2 separate regions of the Sus scrofa genome follow, and region 2 is linked to region 1. Evidence: chromatin contacts called from public Hi-C data. All regions are on one chromosome and are shown on one strand. The core of a region is the stretch at or near the end of the contact, and the rest is flanking DNA. Distances in the headings are between cores, read along the strand shown.

The links. Hi-C and Micro-C count contacts between places; a contact is called where the count stands out from the background.
Region 2: a Hi-C map of embryonic fibroblasts shows a contact between it and region 1, with 4 times the contacts expected there. The contact joins the promoter of RNPEP here to the promoter of IPO9 in region 1. A contact is called at or near these places in 3 of 5 promoter capture datasets (fetal liver, fetal skeletal muscle and liver), 20 of 47 Hi-C or Micro-C datasets (alveolar macrophages, brain, embryonic fibroblasts and 12 more) and 2 of 2 datasets of contacts at active chromatin or transcription factors (alveolar macrophages and skeletal muscle).

The regions. Positions count from the first base shown.
Region 1 is chr10:24,107,964-24,114,431 of Sscrofa11.1, reverse strand. IPO9 (importin-9) reads right to left here and starts at 4,306. Exons shown (of 24, transcript XM_021064520.1): 1 at 4,077-4,306. The coding sequence starts at 4,239.
Region 2 is chr10:24,213,492-24,219,970 of Sscrofa11.1, reverse strand. It overlaps RNPEP (aminopeptidase B), which reads right to left and starts at 1,827. Exons shown (of 11, transcript XM_021064527.1): 1 at 1,184-1,827. The coding sequence starts at 1,624.

The DNA of each region.
Region 1 (6,468 bases), core at 3,057-5,556:
GACAGTGCTTACGCTACACTGTAAGAGAGCCAGAAAAGCGCCCATGAGAACCAGGAAGCCAACTTCCAGCCAGCACGCGCATCTCTCTAGGCACCTAATATGGGGAATCCACACTGACACCTGGGCAGCCTGGGACCCTAGGAAAAGCGAGGGAGATAATCCCCCCGCCCCAGCTCACAACAATGGTGGTGGGAGGAAAGCAAAAATGTACGTCCCGTGACATACCTGCTGGGAGCAAGACAGGGAAGACTAAGCCAAGGCCAAATGTCTCCATTTCTGGTGACCAAAAGAAACAACTGAAAGAAGACAATGACCCAGGGTCTAAATCTAGTCATCCTGCCATATGAAAAGTCTATGCTATGCTGGCCTGGAGAAGGAAAGCTTATAAAGGAAAGCAACCCACGACGCCGCTAAGGTGACGCTGCTCAGAAGACAGTAGACAGAGGAGGAAAAAGGAGGAAATAACTTCATTCTAAGATACAAAAAAACTCAAGCGTAAGTACACCAAAAATAGAGCTGAAATTCTCAAAAGTCACAATCTTATCCTAAGTCAGACAAAAAAGAGTTGACAGAGCTGAGTAGAGGACATTAGACTTGGATGCACAAGATCTCTGGCAGTTCAAAAACTTCCCTTCTTTTTAAGTACTATAAGATACTAGATGTGATCTCACCTGATAAATAAAATGGAATTAGAAGAATACTCTAAAAGATCTAAAAGACTAATTTTTACTTTACTAAAATAGAACCAGATTCCTGTTAACCCTGCTGATACAACTCAAAAGGTCAATCTTCCTAAGGAAGACGAAAGGGTTCCTGAGTATCCGCTGGAATACGGTTCGGCATGGGAAGAGCCAAATTCTCAGGTTCAGAAGGGGAGTGCCGTCTGAAGAAGGTGGTGAGAAGCACCGCCCCGCTAATAAAGGAGCCCTGTTAAACAGGCTTTCACTACTCAGAAAGCTTTGCTGGGTTTCCCTCTGCTTCTGAGTGACAAGGGAAACAACGAACACAGGGACTCACGAAAATCATTCCGGGACACCAGGCTGATGAGCGCCATCTATCCTCACCCTTTTATTTTTTGTCTTTTTGCCATTTTCTTGGGCTGCTCCCGCGGCATATGGAGGTTCCCAGGCCAGGGGTCGAATCGGAGTTGCAGCCGCCAGCCCACACCAGAGCCACAGCAACGCAGGATCTGAGCCGCATCTGCAACCTACACCACAGCTCATGGCAACGCCGGATCCTTAACCCACTGAGCAAGGCCAGAGATCGAACCCGCAACCTCATGGTTCCTAGTCAGATTCATTAACCACTGCGCCTCGACGGGAACGCCTGTCCTCACCCTTTTAAACCTGACCCACCAATGGAGTCAGGTGGGTCTCTCACATACACGTATTTCCTGGGCTTAAGAGAACAGGCCCCATTCTGAAAAACATGATAACTGCATACAGGCAAGTTATTTCTTGGAAAACATCAGCTGGCAGACTGAGTAACCGACCAGGATGTACTCTGGGCTCCAGCACCTCAATTTCTAAGATAACTGCTTCTCAAAATCTGCTCTGCCCCAGAATCTGGTCAGAGTAGGTCACCCTCGCCTGTCTGTCCGCTGAACAGGCAGCTGATAACTGACCTGTGTCTTTCCCCCAAAAAAAACCAAATTAGAGATTGTTCCACATAATCTCCAAGACCAGGGGTCAGCACCTGACAGCTGAGGAGGTAGCACACCCGTGTCTGTCAAGGGAACGTACTGGTTAATCTTAAGGATCAGTTGGGACCAATCTCATCTGTAAGGTAACGAGAAATGGCTCGTGAAGACAGTATGGCAAGTTCCTGTGTAGGGCAGTGGGATGAGGATCTGGTGTTGCCACAGCTGGAGCACAGGCTGCAGCTGCGGTACAGGTTCAATCTCTGGCCCAGGAACTGCCACATGCCACAACAGCAGCCAAAAAATCCCCACGGTTATTCGAGAGGACAGAGGGACTGTAAACAAGCAGATTTGGCTGTCATCCAACCTTGGGCTTCATGAAACCAAAAAAGGATCAAAAGAACACAAATAGTAATAGACACCAACTCCCAGATGTCTTGTTAACTTCAAGTGTGAAGGAAGTGTGCTTCCTAGGACCAGAAAGCAAGGTTTCTTCTACTGGATAAAACTCAAATGTGAAGCAACTCCAAACAGTGGAAAAGGTTCATTCATTTGCAAGAATGGCTTCTGACCTTGGCCGGCAGGGCGTACCAACAGAGCAACACCCTGCCAGTTTCATCGGGCCAGGCGACTGGCTAAGCCTGGCCAGGAAGCCAGCTGCTTTATTTCCACAAAAGGAGGGCAATGATTAGCAAAGAAGCCCACCACGCTAAGGAGATGCATGAGATTCAAACGGACTACAACAGAGGAGGTACCCAGGACTTAATGGGCAAAGACAATCTGTTAAAGGCCACAAGAGGAACAGAGAAAAGCAAGGTACTGAATCTGAGGAATGGATCGCCATTCTCCATCTCAAAGAGAGGTTACCGAAAGGCATGAATTTCTACAGTTTTTATTTATTTTTTATTTTATTTTTTTGCTTTATGGCCACACCTACAGCATATGGAGGTTCCCAGGCTAGGGGTCAAATCGGAGCTACAGCTGCCGGCCTGCACCACAGCTCATGGCAATGCTGTGATCCCTGACCCACTGGGAGAGGCCAGGGATCGAACCTGCATCCTCATGGATACTAGCTAGATTCATTTCCGCTGCACCACAATGGGAACACCCAGTTTTTAAATAAAAAGAAGGAATTAGGCTATTTAGAAACACAAACCACCTCCAAAGGGTCCCAAATACCACATTCAACTCCAAAAACTTGATTCAACCTTGCAGGTCATACCCTAAACCTTCAACTTTATGCAAGCAATAACTTGAATGTGATGAGGTTCCTCTGCTTTGTCACTTCATACTCAAGGGAGACAGATTGTGAATAAAGGAATTTTACCCAGGAGGCTATAATAACTCCCACAGATCAACCTATGCATGGCTCCCAGAGAGCTTTCTTCTATCCCGAGGTTGCTCCTCTTGCAGTGTCTGACATTTTCCAGAACAATGACAGCTCCAACTAGGCCTTCAAAAACCGGGTCCCTAACCTGTTGGATCCCAAATCTCTAAGTATTTCCAAGAGAAGTGACTTAGTTTTCAATGGTGCTCCATGTCGTGGGAGGACGTTACATTTAAAGGAAAGCTGTTTTAAGTCTTTTTCAACAAAAACCCTAAGTCCAGTAGGAGGGCCACTGCGAGGTTCTGAGAGTGCCTGGTCAGACCACCGGCAATTTGAGTGCTGGTGGAACCTCCCTGCTGAGCTGGGGGAGCGGAGCCCCGACGGACCAGACGCATTTCTGACATAAAGCCCGAGAGGATTTCTCTCCTCTGGGTTCAGGATCAAACTGCCCGTGTAGCAAGGCTCCCCCGGGCCTGGGGAAGGCCCGCTGGGCAGGAACTGACAGGCGACCTCAAGCCAGAGGCTCGTTCTTTCCTCCATCATTCTCAAGCCTATACTAGGAGGATGCGGACAAAGACTCAAAGACAAAGGATGATCAGCTTCCCCGAGCAGTGCCAACCACTCCGAAAAGCCCCGGGGAGCGCGCGGGAGGGGAGGCGGCCGCACAGGCGTCTGACTGATTCCCGGGGAGGCGCGCGGAGGCGCGGTCCCGCCAGGTCTCCGGCCCACGGCCGCGGCCTCAACCCCGCCGCCCGCTCGCCCAGCCCCGCGCTCCCGGCCGAGAGCGAGCCCGGGCCCGCGCTCAGCGCGCCTGCCCCGGACCCTCCGCGCCGCCGCCCAGGGTCCTCCCGGAGCCTCCCTCCCTGGACCCTCCCTCCGTGGGGCCCTCCCTCCGGGACCCTCCCGCCCCGGATCCTCCCTCCCCGGCCGGCCTCTCCAGGACCCTCCACGCCGCCGCCCAGGCGCCTCCCTCCCGGGGGGACCTTCCCTCCCGGGAGAACCCTCCTTCCCCACCGGCCTCCCTGACTAGCCTCCCCAGGACCCTCCCTCCCCAGCCTGCGGTCAGCGCGGCCCAGGTCAGCCGCCCTCGCGACGACCCGCCTCACTCACCCTCTGTCACCTCCAGCACTTTGATCTGCTCCTCGGCGGCCGCCCGCACTTCCTGCACCGGAGACAGGATCCCGGTGAGCGTATCCACCAGCGCCTCTTTCAGCCCTTGGGCCACCGGCCCCGGCAGCCCCGAGGCCGCGCCAGCCGCCGCCGCCGCCGCCATCTTTCTCCCGCCGCGCGCCAGCCCCGCGGCCCGACCCGCCGCCGCCGGACGGCTCCCGCGCGCGGCCAATCCGCGAAGCCGCGCCTGCGCACAGGCCGGGCGGGCGCGCGAGGGGCGGGGCAGCGGCATGAGCCTCCCGAGACAGCGCCGCCTGCGGTGGAGACAAGAACTGCAGCGCCTCAGCGGGAAGCCTGTCGAGTGAGCCCCCGCGAGGTGCGGGCTCCCCGACGGCCGCAGACAGCGCGTGGGCAGCCTTGGCCGCAGCTCAGGCCAAGACCTGTACCTCCTCTTGCACGGATCCTTTCGGGGTGAGATGCTGCGTTAGGAGAGGGTGGGATGGGAATGAGTGGACAAGGCTTTAGGGAGGGGGTTGGAAGCCGACCTCTTTCCCCCCACAACTAATGAGTCTCTTAATCTCAGATCCTTAAGCGACTGAGCGAGGCCCGGATGGAACATGCATCCTCAGAGAGACCATGTTGGGTCCTTAACCCACTGAGCCACCACAGGGAACTCATCGCAGTTTCAGGAATCCAAAGGGCAGGGAAAGAATCTGAAGTGGGCTGGGCAGAGGGGAGCGGTCATCTTGCAGAGGCCGGGTCCATGGTTTTTCCAGCCAGGTGAGCCTAACCTCATGGTCAGATAGTCGCTGGCCAGGAGAGAGACCTGCGTCGGTAAGGCTGTCCCCTCCAGAGAAAGTACTTATCTGACTATTGGAGAATAAGTCCCATGTGCTGAGAAAGTGTAAATTTTTTCTCCAGGTGAGTTACCACTGGACCTTTAAAGGGTGGAGAGTGAATGCAATGCTTGCCGTGGTAGAAGGATGGTACCATTGTTGGGGTGGGAGGTTCAGACCAAACAGGACAGATGTTTCATAATAAGCTGTTCAGGTTGAATGCCTTAAAATGGTTTCTAGGGATCATGACTTGTTCCTAAGTGGCAAAGAGGACCAGGTAGCCACTCTTAGCCCAGTTCTAAGACCGTGGATGCTAAGCTGTCAACAATCAGGGATCAGGTCACTTCATCTGAGTATTCTTCTGAAAGAATGATTCCTCTCGTGTTTGTCTGTACGTGCAGTATACAAAAGTTCCTGGGCCAGGGGTCAAAAATCTGAGCCACAGCAGTGACAGTGCTGGCTCCTTAACCTGCTAGGCCACCAGGGAACTTTTCCTTGATTGCTTATTTCAGGGAGAGCTCTGAACTATTTGCCACCTCCCTGATAGAGGGCAGAGCTGGGTTGGGTCCCCATAGCAGTTTCCTAGGGGAAAGATTGCCTCCTGGACCCCAAAGTTTCACAGTGGGGAAGAGTAGGATTTGTCATTTTCCTTCTTTGAGTGGCCAGGAGAAGCAGAACTCCATTAGAATGAACAGCCTCTTTTCTCCTAGGTTGATTCACTTTTCCCCCAGGTCCAGAAGGTGGTATGTTTTCTAACACCATGGCCATGAAGGAAGGACTTCTGGGCTGGATGTTTTGCATTCTGGTGAAGGATGCTGGGTCTGTGCAGGCAAGACCCTCCCCCCCACACACACAAACATACCCACAACCAAAGGGGCCCAGAGACTCCTGCTTAGGGTTGGAGGGTCAGCCATCAACAGGCAGGTGGGTCTCACCTCTGGATTAGCCAAATGATCTTCCAGAGCAAGGAAAGGCCAAAAGACCAGTAGAGACAGACACCAGAGAGGGAGTGAGAGAGTGCCAGCAGACAACACAGGAGATAACTTTATTGAAATGCAATGGCGTTGAACAGGTGACTCTGGCTGGGGAGACACATGCCTGGTGGACAGAGAGCCTCGACGAGGGGCCTTTGGCAGTGACGGGAGAAAGGCTTCTTCCGCTGGCCCTGGCATGGATTTAAGGATCAGCCAATTTCTTGTTCAGGCAAATCACCGAGGGGGCGGCCCAGTTCTTTGATGATGGTTACAGCAACTGTGTACAACGGCTCGCTTTCTCCACGCTGGGTGTCAAGGGGAAGGGCCCGTGGTACAAAACCGAAACACACAGACACAACACACAGATCCTGGTTTGGGGCTTTGCGCCCAATAAATTAAAAAATATATATATATTGCAAAGATTCCTGCCTGCCTTCCACCGGAGGACCGGCGGGCCTTCGGAAACAAAGCCACCATCACACAGACAGCACTGCCAGAAGCAGGATGGGTGGGAGGGAGAAGGAAAGGAATCCAGCAGGGGTTGGAATTCCTTTAAGAAAAAGATGGTTCTGTTGAAAGAAA
Region 2 (6,479 bases), core at 578-3,077, 110 kb before region 1:
GCCCCCAACCAGAACCAGAATATAAGCAAACAACCAAACATATTTCCAGAGGTCATGTTATTCTAGAGGTCCCTGGGCTTCTCCTTTGCCTCAGAGGTCAGTCTACATTACTTTCGACTTTAACCTGTTGGACAAGATCTATCATAAGGTTCATTTATTTCCTGAATGGTAAAAGATGGAAACAGAACTGCCCTGGAGGCCCAGAGGAAACGAATCCGACTAGGATCCATGAGGATGAGGGTTCGATCCCTGGTCTCAGATGTGGTTTGGATCCTGTGTTGCTATGGCTGTGGCGTAGGCTGGCTGCTGCAGCTCTGATTGGACCCCTAGCCTGGGAACCTCTATATGCCGCAGGTGTGGCCCTAGAAAGCCAAAAAGAAAAAGATAAAGAAAGAAAACTGCTCTTTGAGCCAGCTCTAAAAGCAAAAAGTTTAGTAGAAAGAAAAAGAGAAAGAGAACTGCCCTTTGAGCCAGCTCCAAGAGCAAAAAGGATTAGTGCCACCAGATAAGCAGACTTCAGTGGCAGGCAGGCATCTGGGGGACCTAAGCGCCCCTACCCAAGACAGGGCTTGTAGCCACGCCTGGAATCTCCCGGAAGGACTTGGGACTCTCACAGATGTGGGCCCATGATCCTCCCCCTTCTGCTCTCCAAAATTTCAATATTTGCCACCCTCCACACCCGTGGTTAAAATTCAGGAGTCAACCAAGAGTGAGAACGCCAAGTTATCACAAAGCCTGGCACATCCTCATTCCAGTACCCACTTTTACTCAAATTCTTTTGTTCATCAAACCCAGGATGTCCCAAAAGGAAACTGCCCAGTTCCGGGGCTGTTTCAGCTGAGGCACTGGAAGGTCCGCCCCCGCCAACTCCCGCCGCCAAAAGGCCTGAGTCAGCTCCGGGTAATGAGCCAGCAGGGTCAGGGCCGCCCTAGAGCAGAACAAAGCGGCTCTCCGCCAGGGCCCAGCCTACGTCCAGGACAGTGACAGTTCTAACTTCAGTTCGTGATTGGGAGGATGTGGTGACTTCCTGGGAAGCCCTGGACTAGAGACAGTGGTGCCCTAAGAGCGGTGGGGGGAGGAGGGTTCATCTGGATGAGGAGGGGGCAGAGGTGTGGTGGGGCGGTGGAAGGGGATGGGGCGTCTGAGCCGGGAGGAGGGGCCGGAGCGGGACGGGGGCACTCACCCCTGGTCCTTCACCCACGCGGTAGGTGAGCTGCACCTGCATGTGCTCGCCGGCGCTGCAGGGCTGCGGGAAGCGCACACAGAGGGCCTGGCCGTAGTGCGAGAAGGGCTGTGTGCACACCGGCACCGGCTCTGGCTCCGGCTCCGGCTGCCCCGGGCCCGGCTGCCCTCGCCGCAGCACCGCCGCCGTCACCTCCAAGCACGGGTGCGAGTCCAGCCGCAGCTCCGCGGCGCCGCCGGGCTCCAGGCAGCGCAGCTCTAGCACCGCCGAGCCGCTCAGCCCGCGGCTGCCCGGCCCGGGCCCTGGTGGCCCGAACTCGGCCCGCAGGTCCAGGTGCAAGTGCAGCAACTCGAAGGCGCGGAAGTTGGAGGCCGACGCCACATCCTCCGCCTGCGCGGAGCGCAGCACCCGCCTGCCGGCCCCAGGCCCGCTGCCCGCCATGCCTCTCCGCCGCCTTGCCGGGCCCGCCACAGAACCCGGAACCCGGCGTGGCCACGCCCCCAAACGCCCTGCCTCTCGCCCGGTACCCCGATACTACCGCATCCCATCCGGCCGCTGGCCTGGCCCGGCCCGGCCCCGCCCCGACGCTCCCGGTGGGTTGGGATCCCCAAGGCCTCCGCTCACCCGGGTAGGCCCCGCCCCTATGACCACGCCCCGGAAGCTGTCTTGGTCACGCCCCCTTCTTGAGGCCTCTTCTCCCCCCCCCAATCTGCACAGCTGGGACGCCAATTTGATCCATCTTCTCCCAAATTCATCCCACCCCACCGGGATGTTCCCCAGTCCCTTCTGTACTGAGGTTTCCCGTGTCCTACTCCTCCAGGCAGGTCGCACTGAGCCCGGATTGCAGGGGACTTGGTTGGAGATCGCACTCCTGGCGCTCGAATTGTTAGGGCCCGGTCGTGTTGGGCAAACCGCCTCCAAGAAAGGAGGCTCTTTCCGCATCTCTCTGTGCACCTGTAAAACAGAGGAATTATACCCGTCTCTCGAGCTGGAAGAACTTAATCGGAAACAGCACAGAATGCCACAGCCTATGGAGGTCCTCCTGGCACTGGGCACAGGGCTCCTTCTGTCCTTCCCCAAGGGTGGGGACAAGCACAGCACCCTTAAGGTGCGGCGGGCGGTGTGCCCTTCTGTCAGCCAGGATACCCCACTTCATGCTGTGCCCCTTCTCTGTACCAGTGGTTGCGGTCCCCTTTCTGTGAGGCGGAACCGGTCCATGGTGAGATTTTTACCGATCAGCTAGGAAATGAGATTTTAAAAGCGACACCGTGGGGAGTTTCTCATAAAAGGAAACAGTATCCTAGCACAGGGGTCCTACTTTTACGGAGTTGACATACCTTTTACTAAATGTGTGTTTCACTCACAAGAGAGCTTCCAAACACGCGGCAAAAACTGAAAGGAAAAATAGGCAAATCCACAACTACAGCTGGACATTAAACACTCATCTCTCAGCAGTTAATTGAACCACTAGACAGAAAATCAATAAGGATATATAAGGTCTGAACAACACTATCAATCACCTAGACCTTACTGGCTTTTATAGAATATCAGCATACATGCTCCTCTCAAGGTCACAAGGAACATTCACCAAATAGACCATAATCTGGGCCATAAAATAAACCTGTTGTGAAAAGCAAATTTGCTTTTCACAGAGCTATGGCTGAACAATTCTGGAATTGCACTGTAGATAATTAGGATTGAACAAATAAGTACATTATTGTAGATAAAGAGAACCAGGGTTCCTATTTGTAAGCTGCAGTTACAAATAGGAAAGAAAGGGATAGAATGAACCCTGTGCTGCTGGACTAGATAGAGCTAGAGGGCCTGGTGGTTTCTGTTTTATATGCACATGGATGGACGCAGAAGTGTAGTGCATGGGTTAGTATATTACATACATTCCTTGGCATGATCCCCTGGAAAAACGAGCAGCACTGACACCCCAGTAGCAATGAGTGTACCCAACACCCAGATTTTGGATTCCAAATGCTATTCTCCATCAGAAGGAAGTAGGGCTCCTTGGAGAAAATAGAAGACAAGCCTGGGGCTCAGCGGAAACTGAAATCTGACCAGTATCCATGAGAATGCAGGTTTGATCCCTGGCCTCTCTCAGTGGGTTGAGGAGCCGGCATTGCCTTGAGCTGTGGTGTAGGCCAGCAGCTACAGATCCAATTTGACCCCTAGCCTGGGAACCTCCATGTGCTGTGGGTGCAGCCCTAAAAAGACAAAAAAAGAAAAAAGAAAATGAGCCTGGAGCATCTTATGATGCTTGGAAGTGATAAAGTACTAAAAGAAAAAAAAACAAACAATAACAAAAAGCGATGTTGAAACGGCATAGGAGCTAAACCAAAAGAGCTCCCGGTAGCCAAAGTTAGAACCATGTGAGTAAATAAACAACAGAATTGGATTACAGCCCCCAAATAACATGAATACCAGTGAGTCCTTGCCAATAAGTAACTGAATAAACAAATAAATAAACGAGGGAAAAGAGACTTCTCTTCTTTAGAAGAGAATTCTGAATAATACAGGAGGAAGGAATGAGAAACACGGGAAGTCACTGTTAGAATGCCAGTGCCAAAATTAGCAGGCAAAAGTGTAAGCAAAAACATATTTGCCTCATTTCAAAGTATCTCCCCCCAGATAGTTACTCACTACAAGGAGGAAAGCAGTCATTTTACGGCGGACGAAGCCAGCAGCCCTCACCAGAATCGAGGGATCAGAAGGTCACTGTCACCAGCAGTCCTACACAGACACCACCTACCCTTGACCTGATGATGAGAGGAGGGTGAAGGCACAACCTTATGAGAAAACAGCAGACAAACCCAAACCAAGGGCTTCTTCAAAATAAGTCTCTACTCTGCGTGAGTATGAAGGTCAGACAGGGAAACTGAGGAACCATCCAGGTCAGAGAAGACGGTACAGCTCTGGAAGGTAGAAGCTCGTATTAGATCCTGCAACAGGGAAAGACATCCCAGGGAAAACTGGCGCCATCCAAATGAGGTGTGTGGTTTAGCTGATGGAACCGACCCGAACGTTTTATTCAAATAACCACTATTTAAGATGTTCCCAGGGAGTTCCCGTCATGGTGCAGTGGTTAACGAATCCGACTAGGAACCATGAGGTTGCGGGTTCGGTCCCTGCCCTTGCTCAGTGGGTTAAGGATCCGGCGTTGCCGTGAGCTATGGTGTAGGTCGCAGACGCGGCTCGGATCCCGAGTTGCTGTGGCTCTGGCCCAGGAGGGGGAGCCGGGTGGAAGGTATACTGAACTTGATTTTTGCAGTTTTTCTACAAAGCTACAATTATCTCAAAACGATGAATTAAAAATACAAAGGAGTTCCCTGGTGGCCCAGTACATTGAGGATCCAGCATTGTCACAGCTGTGGCTCTGGTTTCAGCTATGGTGTGGGTGCAAACTCTGGCCTGGAAACTTCTGCATCCCCCAAGCACGCAGAAACCAGTAAGTACATGAAACAACAAGCACCACGTTCAGGATGGCGGTCAATTCTTTTTTTTTTTTTTTTTTTTTTTTTGTCTTTTTGCTATTTCTTGGGCCGCTCCTACAGCATATGGAGGTTCCCAGGCTAGGGGTCCAATCAGAGCTGTAGCTGCCAGCCTACGCCAGAGCCACAGCAACACGGAATCCGAGCCGCATCTGCGACCTACACCACAGCTCACGGCAATGCCGGATCGTTAACCCACTGAGCAAGGGCAGGGATGGAACCCGCAACCTCATGGTTCCTAGTCAGATTTGTTAACCACTGCGCCACGACGGGAACTCCAGGATGGCGGTCAGTTCTTGTGGGAGTTTTATAGATGAAACCAGGAAGTCCTTATTCGGTGTGACAACTTTTGCTTCTTGTATTGTGGACAGTACAAGGATTTGTAAAAAGTACATGTGTAAATTCCTTGAAAAACAAAATTACAGGTGTATGCCTGAAATATCTAATACCTTTTTTTTCAAAAGTGTCAGGCTTTTCAGTTGGGTATAGACACATCTGCCTAGTCATGTACTCATTTTCCCGATGTTTATTGAGGACCTATTATAAAATGTGGCTCCCGTCTTCAAGAAATTCAATTTCAGCATCTAGGAGTCAATCCTGCTTCTCCTGTGTTGGTTGTAGGTCACAGCTACTCAGCTCCGCCACTGCAGCAAGCAAGCAGCCACAGGTGACAATATGACAGGTGTGGCTGTGGACAGTAAGTTATTCCCACGAACAGTCTGCATGCAGCTTGCTGACACATGATATAACAGGTTGAATACAACTTGGGCAAGGAGGTCCAACGCTGAGCCACCACAGGGTGGCGCTAAGACCACGCTTCCCTAATTTGCAGACGTTTCACCTACGAAAAGAGATGGGCTTCCAACAGAGGTGGCTGTACCCACGTATTCCATCTCTGACTCTGAAACTCTTACCTGTCAATTTCACGCCTGGTGTCAGATACTAAGGAAAAAAGGGAGAAGCAATGGAATCTTTCTGCTGGGCATTTCAACCTTGAAACTGAGGAACTAACTCCATTATTCCAGAAAAAGACCTAGAGCAAACGTCCTTCCTGCTGGCGTGTTTCCAATTTATTTTGGTAATTAAAACAATGTGGCTATTTCCCCTCTTATTCTGGGCTCTCTTACACCAAAATTAGTTTTAGCTATTTGTTAAACACTTCATGTCAGCATTTTAAGATATTTATTAGAATCTAAGCCACTTGGTTTCCATTACTTGCTGAACTGAAAAAGAAGTCACATCTATGAAGCTTATCAGGGCACGTAGGTGTTGACTGCGAACCTCAACTTTACAGGTTGGAGATCTTTATTAGAAAAAATGCTGGGGGGCAAGGGGAGAGAGAAGAGAGAAAAGCAAGAACGACCCCTCACGACCTCTTCCTGCCGTGCTGATTGTGACCACAGGACAGGGGTCGAGATGGGAGGCTGCCCAGGAAGTAGGTGCTCAGACCACCAGGATGGAGCCAGCAAGATACCCAGGGGCATGGGGGGTCCAGCAGAGGGCTGGGCAGCTAGCAAACAGCTGTGCCCGGGAACGCAGGTAGCACTTGGGTTTCAAGGAGGAAGTCGGAGGGCTGAAGCCTACCTCTCCAGCTCCACACCGCACATGCAGGGTGCGGGTGACCCTCTGCCCACCTGTGAGCAGCTCTCCCATCGCCGGTGGAGAGAAAGGGGGTGGATGCCAAGGAGAATCGAGTCAAGAGCTGGGAACAGCTGGGAACATCCCTAGGGGTCCCACCTGCCGTCCTGCGCATGGTGGAATTAAATGCCAAGTTCTCCAAAAAGAAACTGGTTTTCCAT